3 separate regions of the Sus scrofa genome follow, and all the other regions are linked to region 3. Evidence: chromatin contacts called from public HiChIP or PLAC-seq data. All regions are on one chromosome and are shown on one strand. The core of a region is the stretch at or near the end of the contact, and the rest is flanking DNA. Distances in the headings are between cores, read along the strand shown. Region 1 overlaps MARCH10 (probable E3 ubiquitin-protein ligase MARCH10). Region 2 overlaps MARCH10 (probable E3 ubiquitin-protein ligase MARCH10). Region 3 overlaps TANC2 (protein TANC2).

Evidence for each region. HiChIP or PLAC-seq counts read pairs in DNA pulled down with a chosen protein or histone mark.
Region 1: an H3K27ac HiChIP or PLAC-seq map of alveolar macrophages shows a contact between it and region 3. The contact joins two enhancer-like sites. A contact is called at or near these places in 1 of 47 Hi-C or Micro-C datasets (embryonic fibroblasts) and 1 of 2 datasets of contacts at active chromatin or transcription factors (alveolar macrophages).
Region 2: an H3K27ac HiChIP or PLAC-seq map of alveolar macrophages shows a contact between it and region 3. The contact joins two enhancer-like sites. A contact is called at or near these places in 3 of 47 Hi-C or Micro-C datasets (embryonic fibroblasts, fetal skeletal muscle and liver) and 1 of 2 datasets of contacts at active chromatin or transcription factors (alveolar macrophages).

The regions. Positions count from the first base shown.
Region 1 is chr12:15,980,553-15,984,955 of Sscrofa11.1, forward strand. All of the region lies in intron 2 of MARCH10 (probable E3 ubiquitin-protein ligase MARCH10), which reads left to right. Among named protein-coding and RNA genes, the nearest start is that of MARCH10, 13 kb to the left of the region's middle. Within about 2 kb of position 1,784, at least 25 of the 83 cell types and tissues checked have an H3K27ac peak or open chromatin away from gene starts, as enhancers often do. A contact at or near this core is called in alveolar macrophages, where this site is marked.
Region 2 is chr12:16,034,988-16,039,344 of Sscrofa11.1, forward strand. The region is part of intron 8 of MARCH10 (probable E3 ubiquitin-protein ligase MARCH10); the gene reads left to right. All of the region lies in intron 1 of LOC110256164 (a long non-coding RNA gene), which reads right to left. Among named protein-coding and RNA genes, the nearest start is that of MARCH10, 67 kb to the left of the region's middle. Within about 2 kb of position 2,659, at least 38 of the 83 cell types and tissues checked have an H3K27ac peak or open chromatin away from gene starts, as enhancers often do. A contact at or near this core is called in alveolar macrophages, where this site is marked.
Region 3 is chr12:15,701,922-15,705,835 of Sscrofa11.1, forward strand. The region is part of intron 3 of TANC2 (protein TANC2); the gene reads right to left. Among named protein-coding and RNA genes, the nearest start is that of TANC2, 110 kb to the right of the region's middle. Within about 2 kb of position 1,945, at least 2 of the 83 cell types and tissues checked have an H3K27ac peak or open chromatin away from gene starts, as enhancers often do. A contact at or near this core is called in alveolar macrophages, where this site is marked.

The DNA.
Region 1 (4,403 bases), core at 534-3,033, 280 kb after region 3:
ATGCGTTTATATAACTTGTGGTAGAATTTAGCCATTAATGTCCACTGAGAGCTAAAAGAAAGATTACACGTGGCATTTCAGGATGATTTTCTATCATCTATCAAATGTGTTTGATGGCTTTCATTTCATGTCACTTATTCATTCTGATTCTTTCAAGTACATGGCAAGCCACAAATATGACAATGTGAACCTGTTTCCGGACATGCTTGGGGACCGTCCACCCAGGGGGTTGAGGAAATGGACATAATGCAACTTTCCATCCCATAGGAGTCATGGGGAGGGCTCTGCCCACCTCTGATATGTGTGTCTGTGTGTCTGTGTGTATGTATGTGTGTGTGCTTCTCTGCTCTTCATAGAAGAGAGAAATCAACTCACTCGAGGGGAGTATCATGTCAAACTGTTTTTACACCTTTGATTTCTTAATCTCTTAAAACTAATGACTTTAATAATGTCACCAGTGGTAGTTAAGACCCAAAGCTCTGAGGTAAGCATGTTGGATCATAAGAATAACAAAAAAGAAGCAACTGAAGGCAATGGCAAGTCTTCCTTCCCAAAATGCTTGCGGAGTTCAACTAACAATAACCTTGACAGAGGTCACAGCTGAAGATGCAGAGTTAGGTCATAGTCACAGTGCTTTTCAGACCAGAACCCTGAGGCTGGGAAACATTCTTGTGGGACATGGCTTCTTGAGGGACCAGGAGCCTGGATGACGACCAGAAGAATGGGGCTGATAATAAAAGGAACAGAAGAAGAAAGTTTGAGCATCCCTGTGGGTTCAGAAAGCTGTCTGAAGAAAAAGCAGTTCCCAGAGGGACCCTGAGTGATTGGGAGCAGGGTCTCCTCAGCTGGCTGCCCCAGGAGAGGGACGGGCAGGCATAGAAAGCAGACCTCTGCTTCCAGGACAGAAAAACAAGGATGAACTTCAGGCCTAGATAAAAAAAAAGAGTCTTTCTTCTTCTGTGACCACGATCAGAATCACATTATGTGGCAAAGGCTGACTTGAGAAAAAGGAATGAACTAAGGAGTGGGATTAAGCCTGATCTGAGGATGGTAATGATGGAGAAGATGATGCTGGTGATGATGGAGAGGATGATGCTGGTGATGATGGAGAGGATGATGCTGCTGATGATGGAGAGGATGATGCTGCTGATGATGGAGAGGATGATGCTGCTGATGGATGCTGATGATGATGAAGACAGTGATGATGATGGTGACAGCAGTGATGATGATGACAGTGGTGAAGTTGATGGTAATAATGATGAGTTTTATTGACCACTTTTACTGCATGTTCACTGCGAGCCATTCACTCTGCTAAGCGTCTTATCAACAATGCCTCTTGCTCTCCCAGCAATCAGGCAGCCCAGGGACATCTCCCTCTCAGAGATGAGGGAAGCAAGAATCAATGGAGTTAGTCAGCTTGCCCAAGGTCACGATGCTAGAAAAGTGGCAGAGCTGGGGTTTGTCATGTTTACCCGGATTGCGACGGTGAGTCACAAAACTCACGTCATCCCCCACAGGCATATATGCACATTCTGTGTTCTGCCCCCACCCCCACCCCCCCGCAATGGTAGCTTCTGCACAGAAGGTAGCCTAACTACGCGTGCTGCAGTCAGAGGGATGGGCTTGGGGGGTGAGGGGGCGCAGAGGGGGAGCGACACCAGAGGAGGAGTGAAGGAAGAAGCCCCAGTTCTGCCGGAAAGAAACAGGAAGTTACCTGAAGCCTCTCATTACAAGACTGCCCTCAGCCAGTTTTGTCACATGTTCATGTGACCAAAAACTTATTTATAGCAGTCTAGCTTCAGACACTTGAAACCGAAAGGGAAATAAAGTTCCAAGGTAAGGGGAGCCCCTGGTGACAATGAATTACAAATCTATCCCCCCTCCCCAGCCTGTGGATTTCATACTCCTCTGCCCCTTTCAGGACCCTCACGGCAGAAACATCAGCATCAAAAAACCCAAAACGAAGCAAAACCCACTCACATTTACAAATAACAAGAAAACTAGCCCCTGAGGGTGGAGGGAAGTACAGCTAGGTTTTTGCTGTTTCCAGGACTGGAAATCCGGGCTTGGCTCTGTCCCTGTTCCTTCTCAGCAAAGCTGTTCACGTCGAGAAGACTAACACTTGATTTACATGGAAAGATTGCTTGACTGGAGCAAGATAAAAATTAGGAGGCACCTCCCTTGCCACTGGTTTCTTCTGCTCCCCCATGGCGGGGGGGATAAGGCACCAGAGGCGGGGGGGGGCATTTTTTTTTTCAACATTGCAAACCATTCTATTCCTCCTCCCCTTTGGGTAAAGAAATATTTAAGTCGCATGCATTCTTGGAGAGAATTTTCAAAAAACACTCAGCCCACAAGAATTCTGTTCTTCCCACAAAATCTGCCTCGATCCTGCGTGCAGTTGCTAACACGGGCTCCTCCACTTTCAGCCCATCAGCGTTTTCTTCTCTTGTCTTTAATAGGAGTTGGTTAGGGTAACAGAGACATCTGCTGCCCCGGGAAACAACACTCCACGCAGGGGCACCTCCCCAGCAGGAGCTCCAATCTGAAGTCATCGTAAAGGAATACCAAAAAGAGGCCCATATCTCGTTGAGTGTCATTAAACTCTCTGGCTGACTCTTTAGGTTTTAGCTTGGTTTATTTTATCATTTGATATTTATTTAACTTATTTAGTACAGTATCGGGGGTGTTTTCTTATTTATTAAAAACAAATGCTGTTTGTTAAAAGAGCTTGCTTATCCATATGGCATCGTTTTTTGAAATTAACAAACCCAAAGGGAAAACCCCACCATTCTGGAGTGTTCTCCATTTCTGAGCAAGGTGGGGTGAAAGCACACCTCTCTCCTAGAAATCCAGGATTCCACCTGCTGCAGGTACCACTGGCTGTTCTGGAGGAGCCCAGACACCTGTGCCTCACCTGCAAATCAGTTGTGAAGCAGAGAGTAATGGACTCTCTGTTCCCAGGTCCAAGTGTTAAATGTTTTGTTAATGTCGGGTCATTTCCGCTCTTAACCTCTAGCAGAATATTGGGCTTTCCCGTGGCCGTGAGATTCTGGCACGTCCTCCTACATCAAGGAAGGAGATGGATTTCCTAACAGAGGGGAACTGAGGCAGAAGAAATCTTTCCTTTCCCAACCCAGGCAGGAAGAAGAAGACATCAGGCCTACCTTAAAGATAATATTGTCTGTCTTTACGCTGCATTTCTTTACTGTAGCAGTGGATAATTCCACTCTGGCAGAGGAAAGAGTTCAGTCATTGGACCTGTTGAAATGCTCCAAGAAGTTTTACCCTTTTGGAGTATTTAAACCATCAGTTGGAAGGGAAGTAAGCACTTCCCTTTTTTTCGGGTCATAAAATGTTTATCAAGGTATACTTTAGGGAATAGCGTGACTATAAAATTTAGGATCACAATATGAAAATATCAGTTGAAAGTGAAGTAAGCCAGACAAAGACAAATATCATATGCTATCACATATATAGAATCTTAAAAAATGATATGAATGAACTTACATACAAAACAGAAATAGACCGACAGACATAGAAAACAAGCTTACAGTCACCAAAGGGAAAGTGGGGACAGGGGATAAACTTGTTTGGGATTAACTGATACACACTATATATATAAAATAGATCTATAAACCAGGAGGTCCCATTGTGGGGCAGTGGAAATGAAACTGACTGGTATCCATGAGGATGCGGGTTCAATCCCTGTCCCTCTCTCAGGGGGTCAGGGTTCCAGCGTTGCCATGAGCTGTGGTGTAGGTCACAGACTTGGCTTGAATCCCACATTGTTGTGGCTGTGACTTAGGCCGGCTTTTATTCGACCCCTAGTCTGGGAAAGTCCATGTACTGCAAGTATGGCCCAAAAAGCAAAAAAAAAAAAAAAGAAAGAAAGAAAAAAAGATCTATGTATAAAATAGATCATCTATAACACAGGGAACTACACTCAGTATCTTATAATAACCTATAATGTAAAAGAAACTAAAAATAATATATGTATAACTGAATCGCTTTGCTGTATATCTGCAACTAACACAACATTGTAAATCAACTATACTTCAATTTTAAAAAAGAGAGAGAGAAAATGAGAACAGAAAGGGACGTAAATGCTGGGTACTGGGTACCTCCTTCCTTGAGAAGGCAATTGCTGGGTAAGTGCTTGACAAAATGCCTCTTAGTATGCTTGCTGTTTGAGTTTATTAAGGCAATGGCTAATGCTTTGGGCCTGGAATTTTGGGCAAAGGGAGGAGGGAGTAAAGCCTGGCCGAGGGTCTTCACACCCAGCAGCAGGTGTGGATGAACACTTAGAGGTAGACGTCACACACTGCGCGTTCCTCGCCACGGGAATTAAGCATGGGGCTGTCAAAGCTGGTCGTAGGACTAAGTCTGAAGAAACATTTGTG
Region 2 (4,357 bases), core at 1,409-3,908, 330 kb after region 3:
TTGTTAGTGAGCTGTGGTGTGGGTCACAGATGTGGCTTGGATCCTGAATTGCTATGGTTGTGGTACAGGCTGGCAGTGTAGCTCTGACTCAACCCCTAGCCTGGGAACTTCCATGTGCCAAGGGTGCACCCCTAAAAAGCAAAAAAAAAAAAAAATAGAAAGCAAAGACTCACTAAAAAAAAGGTAAAATATCAAATAATTTTATAATAATTATATAAAATGTATTAATTTACATAATTCTATGTTGAAATGATAATATTTAAAACATATCACGTCAAATAAAATATACTATTAAAATTAATTTCACCAGTTTCTTTTACTTCTTTTATGTGGCTCCTAGAAATTTTCGCATTCCATATAGGCTTTTGCATTGACGGCTCACCCCGTAATCTCTGCGGTGGTGCTGATCTAGAAGGTGCCTTGCACATAATAAGCAGGAAAGGACCATCAATAAATATTTATCAAATGAAAATAGCCCATCATTACCATTATAATTCAGGACTGACCTCCCTCATAAGGCAATTAGAAAAAAATGATTAATAACCATGACTATAAAGCACATAATTTAAAAATTATAAAATCATTGTTAGCAACTAAAATGTCACTCTTCAGAGGAGTCACTTTGGCTTTCAGATCATTCACCTGCAGCCAGACCATTTTTTTTGCAAAAACCACAGCGAGTCAAAATCATGCCCATGAGTCTGGTTAAATCCTGTAGCTACCTTATAAAAATTCTAAGGCTGCTGGACAGAAATAGATATATGGAGAGAAGAGTGGCGATTTGAAGAGTGCACCCATTCCATGTGATGTACTAGCCACCCCAGCCTCGAAGAGACTGGGCATCAGGAAGTTGAGGGGAGGGAGGGGGAGCAAAAAGAAGAAAAAAGCGAATTTCCTGAGAAAACAATTCAGTATTTTGAGGCCTGAGGGACTCAAATCACTCAGTCATAATCCCCAGGCCCTGAGATCTGAGATGAGAAATGCGAACAATTGAAAGGAAGCAGGCCCTCTGAGCGCCTGAGGTCAAGGTGCCAGCCAGATGCAGGCAGGTTCTACACGGTCCTTTCAAAGACTGGCAGTGGAGCCTGCGGGACTTCCCGAGGACAGACAAGTCCAGGCCGGTTACCAAATCCCATGCTAATGGCCCGCAGGCATCACAACCTCTATACAGCCCAGGGGAAAGCCAATGGGGGTCTTTACCAGACAAGCATTTCCACCTTCCCCCCCTACCCCCCCGCCCCTGCAAAGCTGCTGCTGCCACTGTATACTTTTAACTTACCAGTGGTACTTGTAGAATTGACTTGCTAATGGCAAATGTTTCCAGCTGTACTAAAACCTTGGCACACTCATAGCCTGAAGCAGCCCACCTCACCAAAAGAAAACCACACCAGCCTTGACCAACATGTGAACCTAAATCCTCTTCCTATCGCCAAAGTGGCGTGTGACCTTGTGGAAACTACACAACTGCTCTGGATCTCAGTTCTCTCATCTGCAGGAAGTGGGAGGTGATCATTCCTACCTTGCAGAACTGGATGTAGGAAAAGACCCGAGTCCATCATCTAAGGCAGTGCCTGAGCAGAGAAGACCCTCAGTAAATGCGAATTGCCATATACAGCCCCAGAGATGCCCAACCTCTCAGACGCAAGGGAGAAAGCGAAGCGTACCAGGGCCATGCTAAAATCCATCGCCAAGCACAGCTGACTGGCTCACACAGGGGTCATACCCTTGGCCTCAACGCATCCTACCAGCAAAGAGAATGGGCTATGAGCACACTGTAAAAAGAACTGTGAATATAAATAATTGTGCCAGCCAGGTCCAGGCAGGAAAGAGATGGCAGCACGCACAGAAGGGGTGAGTGATGAGAACTGAATGAAGTGCCAAAATGTGGGCACAGCAGAAAACCACCAAGGAACCAGTCCAGATGACTAAGCATCCTGGAACCCGTAACTGACCACTTTGAGGCCTGGAGTGACAAGGGGAAGGGCAGTTACCAGCATCAAGAGGGCTATAGCCCCACTTCTGGGCATCTATCAAGAGAAAATCATGACTCGAAAAGATACACATAAACCTATGTTCATTGCAGCTCTCTAAAGAGTAGCCAAGACATGGAAACAACTTAAATGTCCATCAGCAGAGGAGTGGATCAAGAAGATGTGGTACATATACACAATGGAATATTACTCAGCCATTAAAAGGAAAGAAATAATGGCATTTGCAGCAACATGGATGGACCTAGAAATTATCACGCTAAGTGAAGTCAGTCAGACAGTGAGACACCAACATCAAATGCTATCACTTACATGTGGAATCTAAAAAAAGACACAATGCACTTCTTTGCAGAACAGATACTGGCTCACAGACTTTGAAAAACTTACAGCTTCCAAATGAGACAGGTTGGGGGTTCAGGGGATGTGCTGGGGGTTGGGATAGAAACGCTATAAAATTGGGTTGTGATGATCGTTGTACAACTATAAATGTAATAAAATTCACTGAATAATACACACACACACACACACACACAAAGAGGGCTGTAGCTATAGAAGAGGGTGACCACTGGCCTGTGACCTTCAGTAGGGGAAAGCTGCCAAGGCCACACCACTGCCCAGCAGAGAGGGAACAGGGGAATAATTAGCCCAGCCGCTCTCTCCTCCCGCCCTCTGGACTCCCGCCAGGGCCTCTCATTGGCTGAACTCAACGGGGAGCCAGAGGACGAGGGGACCTAGTTAAGGCAATCCACTGAGATCAGCCTCTCAGCCGGAGAGCAGGGTGGAAAGCGGATCTGGAGGGGAAAATGGAAAATATATCCAGCACAGTAATTACGCTACACAGAAGCAGTGAAGAGTTTAAATTAGTTTCGGTGAGAACTTGACAGCCCATCAGAGCCTTTTGAAACTGCCCTTCATTATAATCACAGGGAGAAACCAGATCGACAGACCCACCCTGGTGGGAGACAAAGGTCCGAAGAACCACCGTGGGATACTTATCTGCTGCTGGAAAGCGGTCGAGGGCTCACATTTCACAGCAGTCCTGGCTGTTCCGACAGCCCGCAGTGAATTTCAGAGTGTCTGTTTGCTAACAGTCTCAGTTAAACTTGAGACACCCAGGAAGTGTGACTCAGACAAGTTCAGAAACTCTCCACAGACAAAGACTGGAATAACCAAGATTTAGCGCAAAGATACTGGGAAATACAGTGTCGGCTGGTCCCTGGGTGGGAGACCCCTCAGCCTGGTCGGGGAGTTGAGGGCCACACCTCTGCTCTGAGGTCCAGGCTTTCCCCAGAACCCCCAAAGCTTGGCTCCTCTGGGCCCTCCTCGCCAGCCCTCAGTGGTGTTCGCTCCTTAGCAAATGAGTTCCCCTCTTGAGAAGTGGAGCGGCTGATGCCAAAACTAGACACATACAAAGAAGGGGTCAAAACCAGAAGAAGCCTAGCACTGGCTTCAGTTCTGTCTGGCTCACAATTGACCTCAACAACTAACTAGCTAGCTAACTCACTCACTTTTTTTCTTGTGCATTTTTCCCATTTAGATTTACTTATTTATTTTTGCTTTTACTTAATTTTAAAAATCACAGGCGTTCCCATTGTGGCTCAGCAGGTTAAGAATCCAACTAGTATCCATAAGGATGCAGGTTCAGTTCTTGGCCTCGCTCAGTGGGTTAAGGATCCAGCATTGCCATGAGCTGTGGTGGAGGTTGCAGATGCAGCTCCATCTGGTCTTGCAGCAACTGTGGCATAGGCCGGCAGCTACAGCTCCAATTCGACCCCTAGCCTGGAACTTCCACATGCTGCAGGTGCGGCCCTAAAAAGAAAAAAATAAATTAAAAAAAAAATTTTTAATTACAAACACACAAAAACTTCCCATAATTGAAATTAAAATTTAGCCATGTCTTCCACCCCACTCCACCCCCATTAAAATACAGATGTCCCGGCCTGGCCTCAGAGATTCTGATTTAATAGGCCTGGGATGGGACCAGGGATCAATTTTTAAGTGGCAAAATCCCCTAACATAAAAGTTTTAACGCATTAACTGTTAAAACACGTGTTGAATGCCCATGTCAGATACTGTGCTGAGAGATACCACAATGCCAAGACTAACACTGCTGCTGACTCCTAATGGGAAAGCCGGCAATGACCCTGGTGTCCAGGGGATCAGGGCGAGGGAGCGGGGGCAGCTGCGGGAACAGCGGCAGAGAAGCCTGACCCGCTCTCCGGACCAGAGAAACACTTCCATGAAACCAACATTTAAGACCGAGGAGGAAAAAGAGGAGTGAGCCTTGAGCCACGAAGGAGACAGATACCTCCCTGGGCATCTGACCACAGATGGTGGGCACGCCCATTAGGTGCCCAGTCCGCAATGTC
Region 3 (3,914 bases), core at 695-3,194:
TAAATAATTTTTATCGGAAAGAGAAAGTACTAAATAATAATCCTGTACATTAGTGATGCTGCTATACCAGGTATACTCTTACACTGATATAAAGAAATGATACACTGAATATCGAAATAATTTTCCCTATCATTCTATATAAGAAAATACTATTGGTTTAATACAGAAATCTTTGTCACCAAACTAAAGAATAATTTGTGTATGTTTCGAGAGCATGAACATCTCATTTCTACATTTTATATATTTGCAAGGAAAGAAAAAGAATCAGGAGATAGTAATTTGAAAATTTAGTACATAATTACTAGAGATATACCAGCATGTGGTAATCAAATAACACTCACTACAAATAATGGGAATCACACAAAGCCAAGCACTGTACAAGTTCCCAGTCTTCCAACATGAGCTAATCCTGGGCATTATTATATCAATACACATGTTACATATCAGAGTCTAATGCTTGCACAATGCTATCTTCGCAGAAGTAAATCAAAACTGGGCTTTGACCATGCACCTATTCAATACCTAGAACCAAAGAAGTTCTGGTTAGATATAACCTCTACTGAAAAATAACTTGCTTCAGAAAAGAGAGCTAGTACAACAACAACAACAAAAAAACCTCAATTCTGATGAAGTAACCCACGCTGCCTAAAATACAGAACCAGAATTCCTAGAATTGATAAGCTTCTTTCATCAACTTGAATGGCCTAAATGCAAGACACTGGCACTGTGCTAGATGCTAAGATTCTACTGTTGATAAGCTCTTAGACTGTTAAGAAAAATCAAGATCCAACAAATAAGAACAAGTATAGTAAATAATACAATCCAGTAAAATACAGTATGCTATATTGGAAAGCAGAAAATAAGAACCCAACCTTAGAAAGCTATATACATATATAACTGGCCAATCAGTTTTACAGTCATATTTCGAGAGCCCTATTTCACAAATCAATAACCACTTCATAGTCTGACAAAATACATACATCCAAATTTCTCACACTGCTGCTTTATTTTTTCAGTTACATAAGTAACAGAAGTGACTACTGGATCAATAAGTGGCCTGGGCACACACACACACATTTCCATGCACACTAAGTGCTAGATCCTCATTCGAACTTTCATTCAACAAATACTGACAAATTTTTATATTAAGTGTTCTAAGGCTAGAGTGGTGAATAAGATAGTCTCTGCTCAAATGAAACAAATTTCCTAGTAGTTGCGACAACAATGAACAAGTAAATAAACACAGGTAGAAGTAGTTATTGTGAATATTATGGCTAGGTATTTAGGAGGTCAGAGAGTCTCTGAACGAAGCAGAAATCTACCGACCTTAGTCACAAAGAACAAATGTACAGGTCCTGCAAAGAAAATGCTCTTACCATGTTTAGGTAAAAAGGCCAATACAGATGAAACAAAGTGGATAAGGGAGAGAGTGGAAGGACATAAAGTGTGAGGAAAAGGGTAACTTGGGGGGGTGGTCACATAGGGACTGACAAAGACTCTGGAGTTTATTCTGAACATGATAGGAAGCCACTGGAGAAGTTTTTTTTTTTTTTTCAAGTTTGGGGAAATACATGATTTGATTTAACTATAGTATCAAACAACAGACTATATGTTGGCAAGAATGGAAATAAGGTAGGACACAGAAATGATGGTAGTTCAGACTAAATGGCAATTATATAGGTGGTATGGAAATGACAGAAAAATGTTACCTTAAAAAGAACAAATTTTTGAAGCATTACAAAACAAAACACAAAGCCGATAATAGAAGAGAAATGTTAAGAAATCCACAGAAGACAGAAACTAGATGCAACTAAAATGAGGAAATTATAGCCTACAGCATGTGTAGGAGGATAACTGTGAAAGATGAGAGAGAGTGTTGCCAGGTTAGTTTTAACCACAGAAGCAAGAGATGCAAGGAGCAGGAAGTGCCCAGGGGCAGCGGTCTTAATGAGCGGAGTGGGATCTGATTCACCGCAAGTCATCAGGCCATCTCCCATCTATTACACTGGATAAGCAGATGCCATCAGAGGTCTCTGCCCCTGAACTTGGAGCAATGAGTGTGGAGATGTCTGAGTCAGAATCCACTGTATTTGAGAGAGAGATCAAAGGCCAACCCAGTTAGTTAACACACAGGAGACCCCGAAGGATAAAACATCTCACCAGACACCTTAACCTTACATGTCTGCTATTATTATTGGAGAAGAGACATTAAATAGAAACTCGATCCACAATCAGGCAGGGTGATTATTAGGCATTATGTACCTCTACTGACATATCAGTTGTTTAATGTTAATGTTTATTCTGAACAGATTGGCATCTGTTCTTACTGGTTGATATTTATGGCATATTCATTATTAATTATTTTGAATATTACCCCCTGAACACAAAATATAATAAAACGGAAGGGCTCTGGTTCTGGTTCTGGGTAAAATGGAGAATGTACACTCTACTTTTACTGAATGAAACTAAAACCCCTAAATATAACTGAATACCCTGGAAAGAATGATGGAGTAGCAATCTGAGATCTCTGAAAACTAAATAGTAGCAGGCAAATTGTGGAAGGAAACCAAAACTTGAAGGACAACCAATTCAGTGGTGCATTCATTTCCTGCTGTTTATGTCCCCAAACCCCCAGCCTGAACCCAAAGAAAATCCAAATCCTAGAATGGCACATAAGGAACAAACAAAAAGATCCAAGTCTTCTCTTTCTAATTAGAGAATACAAATTGGGCAGTGGAGGGGGAGGGGGGATCCACACAGGAATGATGAAAATGTAGGGAAATCTCCTGGATCTTTTCTCTTTTTCCTTTCTCTTCCAGTTCTGGCCACAGGCAAGCCTATTTCACTAATAGCAGTAGCTCTGAGGGAGGAGGACTCCTCTCTGACTAGAGGAGCAGTGATATAAGGAATATGATATAACTTATAAGGAGAAATCAATAAATCCACACTTATGGTCTGAGATCTCAACTTGTCTTTCCTAATTGACAGAATGAGCAAACAGAAAATTAGCAAAGACATAGAAGACCTGAACAACCAGACTGACATTTATAGAAGCTTCCATGTCAAAAGAGCATAATACACCTTTTTTTTTTTTTTTTTTTTTTTTTTACGTGCACACAGAACATTTAAGATAGATCATTTACTGGGCCATAAAATAAGTCTCAATAAAACATGATTTAACTCACAGAATGTGAGTTCTTTGATCAGAGTGAAATTAAATTAGAAATCAATATAAGGAAGATACCTGGAAAATACTCAAATGTTTGGAAACTATATCAACACACTTCTAAATGACATGTGGTTAAAGAAGAAATCAAAAGAGGAATTGGGCAGTATTTTGAAATAAATGAAAATAAAAGCATTACTCATTGAAGTCTATGAAATGCAGCTAAATCAGTACATAGAGGGAAATTTATAGCACTAAAATTCCTAAAGTAGAAAACAAAGTCCCAATATCAATCATTTCAGCCTCTACCTTAAGGAACTAGAAAAAGAAGAGGAAAAACCCAAAGCAAGCAAAGGAAAAGAAATAATAAAGAGCAAAGCAGTAATTGATAAAATAGAAAACATGAAAGCAATACAGAAAATGAATGAAAACTGATTCTTTGAGATCAATAAAATTGATATATTGCTATCTAGAATGATCAAGACAAAGAGAATAAATACCAAAATCACCAATATTAGGAATGAGAGAGGTGACACCACTACAGTTTCTACAGATTTTAAAGTTTGCTCAAGAAAAAAACAGGCAGTTCCTGTCGTGGCACAGAGGAAATGAATCCAACTAGGAACCAAGAGGTTGCTGGTTTGATTCCTGGCCTCAATCAGGGGGCTTAGGATCCGATGTTGCCATGAAATGTGGTGTAGGCTGCAGACTCAGCTAGGACCTGGCATTGCTGTGGCTATGCTGTAGG